Regions from separate parts of the Mus musculus genome. Here region 2 is linked to region 1. Evidence: chromatin contacts called from public Hi-C data. All regions are on one chromosome and are shown on one strand. Each heading gives the region's core, a stretch centred on a gene start, on an enhancer-like site or on the middle of the called end of the contact. The rest is flanking DNA. Distances are from core to core; before and after follow the strand shown.

Region 1 (2,959 bases), core at 296-2,795:
ATTTCCACTCAGCTTCTGGTTATTTGCTATGGCAATCCTAGGAAAATGACACAGGCAGAAACGTCCTAAATGCCAACACTATTACTGTGGGGCCCTTATGGCACTGGGCAGGAGGGAGGGAAAGATAGCCATGATAAAAGGGACAGTGCTGTACTAACCATGGAGGTAGCTCCTCCACCATGCATTTGGAGTACGTCTGGGTCCTAGGTGTGCAGGTAGAAGGCTACAGCCTTGCATGGAGATACTGGGACAAAATTGGATTTTGGGACAAGGATGTCCATCATTGGAAAAAGACAGTAGAGGGTACACTCAGCCTCTTTGTCCTCCACATCAAGGCTTTAGTGCAGGAGGACATTAGTAACTCAACTGTTTCTCAAAATGGCACATCATCAAGCTAATATAACTCCCTAGTGTTTATTCATGCAGCCTCTTCTTGCTTAGATGGCTTTTGACTCTGAGGAGAGCAGTTGAGACCAAATGGCTCAGTGCAGGCAGGTGTTGCCATGTAGACTAAGATCTCCCAGGGCCCACCAAAGACTGACCTCAGGGCCTTCTCTGGAAGCAATGAAGATAACACATGAATATTTTTGAAGCAGCCCTTGAAGTCTGTCTTTCTCATCTGCAGGCAAGTGTCTTTTCTAATAACAGTCTATCACAGCTCACACTCTTAGAAGAGGAGTTTGTTGTTGGTCGAAGATTCATGGGCTGGCCCACATTTTCTAACTTCTCTGAAGTTGTGCAGGGCCATGAAAATAGTTTTACTCAGTGGATGTGAAACTATCCACAGGATACCCATTTCAGTTAGTGGGGCTCAAGACACAACACAGAATCCCTGTATGACCATGTGGATAGGATCTATCCCCAGAGAACTGTTGGACTCATGCTTTGTGCAAACAGAATAATAAACCTGTAGATGGTAAGTAGCTGATGTTTACATTGATAATGTGATAATATTTGTATATGCTTGGCCCAGGGAGTGGCACTATTAGAAGGCGTGGCTTTGTTGGAGTAGGTGTGTCACTGTGGGCATGGGCTTAAGACCCTCACCTTAGCTGCCTGGAAGTCAGTCTTCCCCTAGCAGCCTTCAGATGAAGATGTAGAACTCTTAGCTCCTCCTGCATCAGGCCTGCCTAGATGCTGCCATGCTCCCACCTTGATGATAATGGACTGAACCTCTGCACCTGTAAGCCTAAAACCCTTAACAAATTAAGTACATAGTTTGGATGTATCAGGGGGCACACATATTTCCCATCTCTCCAAAAGATGTTAAGCTCTTGGGACACGCCAATCATCCCTTGTCTACTGGCTGCTCTCTTATGCAATCCTTTAAATGTATTTATTGAGTGCTTATTGAATTAGCAAGAGAACGAAGGCTGGCGCGGTCTAGGGATTATCTAGCTTACTTTCCTCATTTACCTTAAGCTCTCTCTCTAAGCCAGTGGCAGGGCCAAGCTAAGACACTGGTCTCTTGAATTGAGCCCTGACTGTGCCTCGTTCCCTATAAGGCCGCATGTCACAGAGGCTGTGCTTGCATCCACCAGGCTGCCTGTGAGAACGCTGACCACAGCGAGGTATTTCCTTACCATATTCACAGCTGCTGTGCCCTGGCATGGATGTGTAACCACCTGCAGAGAATTTTTACTATTGATTGTGGTATAGAGAGAGAGGGAGACCAGGTCACGATTTGTATAAATCTAGATATTTGAGGGAATGAGAAGGGGGCATCATCAAGAAATCAGGTGGGGGAAACAGTGCCTACTTGATCTCTGTTTGGAAAATTGGGCCTCGTGGTTGACACAGTCAGAGGTAATGCTGGTGAACACAGATGAGAGGAAGTGGTGCCTTGGGGTTCAAGGCACTATGAAGAAGTCTCTGGTATTTGTGGTCTGGCATTATTAATGACTGTTTTTGTCTATTCAAACAGGCCACTTTGCTTCCTGAGTTTTCAGTTGCCCCTCTTTGAAGCAGAACAATGATTGTTCCTCGTGAAGAGGATAACCTGAGAATGTACTGAAAAGACCACGTTAGTCGTAAACAGTGGGATGTCTGCGTTTATTGTTCCTGCAGTTACTGCTGACCTTGGGACTGTGCTAGCTGCTGTTCCTTTGTAAAGTGGAGTGAAGGTTCTTCGGTATGTCTCTTGTTAAAATTACCTGGGCAGATTTGTCAAAGAAATGCTGCATTCATTTGTGTGGGCTGCCATATGGGAAACTTTTAACAGCAGAAACTGACCATCTTTTAATTTTGGAGGTCAGGTTCAAGGTGAGTTTAGAGCTCGCTGACAAACCTCTGTGTCTTCACATGGCCTTCCACAGTATTCCAAGTTTCTTCTCTTAATACGGACACTTTTGTTAGGGACTATCCCAAGTCCTAATTTTAAATTACCACTTTCTGGGAAGGCCCTGTCTCTACCTGTTTCCAAACACAGACAGATTTTTGGTGCTGGAAGTCTAGGCTTCATCATTGTGAGTTTAGGGGACACCATGTAACCTGTACCAGCTGCTCTTCTTCCATTGCTGAAAAATTCCTTTTAAATGGATACTTTTTCATTTGAGAGAGGGTGTCATGTAGCTTAGGCTGGCTTGACACCCACTATGTAGTGAGAACGACCTTAAATTCTGATCCTACAGCTTCCATCTCTTAGATGCTGGGATTAGAGAGAGGTACCAGACGTTTAAGTGTTGCCGGGGATCAAGTCTAGGATTCCTTGCATGTTAGGTAAGCACTCGGAGAGTTGAACTCTAGCTCCAGCCTGACAATGTTGCCTGCAAGGTCTTGAACTGCTGTGTGGAAAGGATAATGCCTTTCTCAGCCCTCATCAGAGAAGCTTCTCCTGGCGATTGCAACAGGTACTCACAGTAGTCAACCTAAGAGACTGCGGAGTACTCAGCTCTAAATGGGACACTGTATCTCACCCCATCCTTCCATGCTTCAGGTACCATCAGAGAACGGGGGTGTG
Region 2 (2,806 bases), core at 12-2,511, 120 kb after region 1:
GACAGATCTTATTGCAAATCTGACTCAGTATGAAAGGCTCACAAGAGCAGGCTGCTTGTCATATTTGATCTTGGCTGTTCAGAAAAGCACATCAGCTATTGCTCACTACCACCCCATCAGGATGCCTGAAGTCCCTGTCTCTAAAGTGTCATTCAGGCTTAGAACTGCTTATTGTTGGTTTTAGCTCAGGCTCAGCTCTTGGCAGTTAACTCAACTCTACTATTGCTTTGCTTCCATAAATGACTATTCCAGCCTAAAGTTCTCCTATGATGCTGGAAGAGTGACAACTTCTATCTATGGATTACTCTGTAGCCTTTTGGGTGCAGGCTAGGCTAGGCATATATTCCACTATCCATAAAGGGTTTCAAGGTTCCCCCCCCAAACCAAGCTGTGTGATACTCCATCCCTTATGTCAAACAGCATAATAATTAGTACAACTTCCACACACCTTTACATGTACTTTAAGTCATATCTAATAATTTAATATGGAGGCTATGAAATAACCATTGTACTTTATTGTTTAAGCAATAATTGGAAAAACATTTGTATTTTCTTTTAACTGCTTTTCATCCAAGATTTGTTGGATTTAACATGATGGAATCCAAGGCTGCATTCAGCAAACTGTGCTGGGTCACACGTACAGATGCTGGTATTAGACAACTCAGATATAAGTATCACCTTGGTTACATGCCCTTGAACCAGTTGCTTAGCTCACTTTTGTGGAAGAAGACAACACAGGTGCTGACAAGTGGACTTATTTCATGGAAATGGGTTACTCTCATCCAAGCACCATTCCTGGCATATGCAAGGCTTGGTCAATGGCTGTGCTTCTTCTGTTTGTCACCGAAATTACATCCCTGGGCAGATCCAAAGCTTTGTTCTCTGCATGGCCCACAACATCTGCCAGAGCTTCCCACTCAGCAGGTGCTCAAATACTCTGTTGATTTCTGGTAGAATTATTTCCCACAAGAAATGTCACAAGAGATGCTTTGGAAAAGCACACCGAGGCAGTTCTATTTGTAAAGCTGTCTGAGGACCAAGAGGGCAGAGCAGAGACTCAAAGGGAAGTTTCTCGAAGACTCCTTTGGGAAACATTTTCTCAATATCTAGTTTGAGCTAACCACCTCACTCTGAGCTCAAGGGATGCATCAGAAGTTCCTTTTAGTATGGCCTGTGGGGAGACAGATATGCAAACCAGCGGCTGGGCCAAAGCAAGGAGGGCTGAAAGGCAGGCAGTGCATGTGTGTCTCTGTCATCTGTGGAGGGGAGTGTCCTGGACAATTATAGCTTCAGGATTAGTCAGTGGCCCCTATTTCTGTTTCTGCGTGCTGTACCAGTGATTCTGAAAATGAGAATGGTGTTAAAATTGAAAATGGAATTAGGTCCCCTGGGAACAAGAGCAGAAGTGGTTTGGGGAGAAAAATATCCAAACTGTAAAACAAGAAGCAGAGATTGAACCACAGTTGTTGATTTCTTCATGCACAATCTGAAAAACCGTTCCAAAGACTTAGTGTTTGTTTACTTGTGGTTCCAGCTTGCTAATTAATAAAAGCACTCCATTCCTCCACAGACTCTGATGAAAGGAAAAAAGATAGCATAACGCTGCACGGCCTTTCAGAGGAGCGAATATTCTGGCTTCCAGGTCCTCAGCCAGAGCATTTATTCTCACCTGTCTGTCCCCGCCTGTCACTCAGATCCCCATCTCTTTTGCAATGGGCTTCAAATAAGAATATCAAATTAAGATGATTTTTCTGATTAAAATAAGCTTAAAATGCCAACCTTACTAACAATTTTAGGAGACAAAAGATAAAGCGAGGCATTCTGAAAATGCACTTGTTTTACAAGTGAGCTCTAGGATTCAGCTAATAGTCCTACACACATGGCTGTGTTCTTACTGAAAGCTTAAACTGACACAAGACCATTATATAAAAATGGGTTCTATTTCGATATACTAGCAATGAAACACCAAGAAAACTAAGAAGATAGCTCCATTCACCACAGCAGTAACAATAATAAAAATATTAAGAATACATTTAGTAAGAGTGCCAGGCTGGTAACTGGAACACTGCTGAGAGAAATCAGGAATGAAGGAGGGCAAGAGACTAGAACAAGGCAAAGGAGTACGAGGGATAAACAGCATGATGGGAGAAGTAGGGCAGGGCAGGGAGGTCTAAAGGGGTTTGGGGAGGAGGATCAACCAAATGAAATGTGTTCAAAAATACTACACAGAAACCGGTTAGTAACCAATTATTATACTATTTTATTATTATTATTATTATTATTATTATTATTATTATTATAAGAAGACAGAGAGAAATCCGAATGAGGGGAAAGCACTCCTCTGTCCATGCAAAAGGAAACTCAACATTGTCAGGACAAAAACACTTTTGAAATTGATCTATGGATTCAACACAGCCCAGTTACAAAGCCACATGATTTCTTTGGAAGAGAGGCACAAGCTGATCATGAGTTTAACAGTGATAAGCAAAGGGCCCCGACGACTGGGCGACAGTTCTGAGAATGACTAAAAGGGAGAATCCAGGGTTTTTGTTCCAAACCTTATGCTAGCTCCGCAGTCCCCAGGACTATAGGGCACTGGGGCAGCAACACAAGTGGAGAGCTGTGAGTGGAATCAAGAGCACAAAGTGTATTTATCAAAGAGACTTAAATTGTGTTTTTCTTCCAAGGATGGCAGCAAGAGCAGGAACCAGCCACACCATGAGAGCGCATACTTAAAATCCATGTATGTGAGACATGCCAGAGCTTCGGTGTTGGTTGCTTTTCTTCTTGTTGTAATGAAACACCT

What was found. Hi-C and Micro-C count contacts between places; a contact is called where the count stands out from the background.
Region 2: a contact with region 1 is called in a Hi-C map of pre-pro-B cells, with 1.7 times the contacts expected there. The contact joins two enhancer-like sites. A contact is called at or near these places in 4 of 484 Hi-C or Micro-C datasets (bone marrow-derived DN3 thymocytes, cortical neurons, myocytes and 1 more).

What each region holds. Positions count from the first base shown.
Region 1 is chr5:38,822,791-38,825,749 of GRCm38.p6, forward strand. All of the region lies in intron 2 of Clnk (cytokine-dependent hematopoietic cell linker), which reads right to left. Among named protein-coding and RNA genes, the nearest start is that of Clnk, 52 kb to the right of the region's middle. Within about 2 kb of position 1,546, at least 19 of the 459 cell types and tissues checked have an H3K27ac peak or open chromatin away from gene starts, as enhancers often do. A contact at or near this core is called in pre-pro-B cells, where this site is marked.
Region 2 is chr5:38,945,205-38,948,010 of GRCm38.p6, forward strand. No RefSeq gene overlaps it. Among named protein-coding and RNA genes, the nearest start is that of Clnk, 70 kb to the left of the region's middle. Within about 2 kb of position 1,262, at least 10 of the 459 cell types and tissues checked have an H3K27ac peak or open chromatin away from gene starts, as enhancers often do. A contact at or near this core is called in pre-pro-B cells, where this site is marked.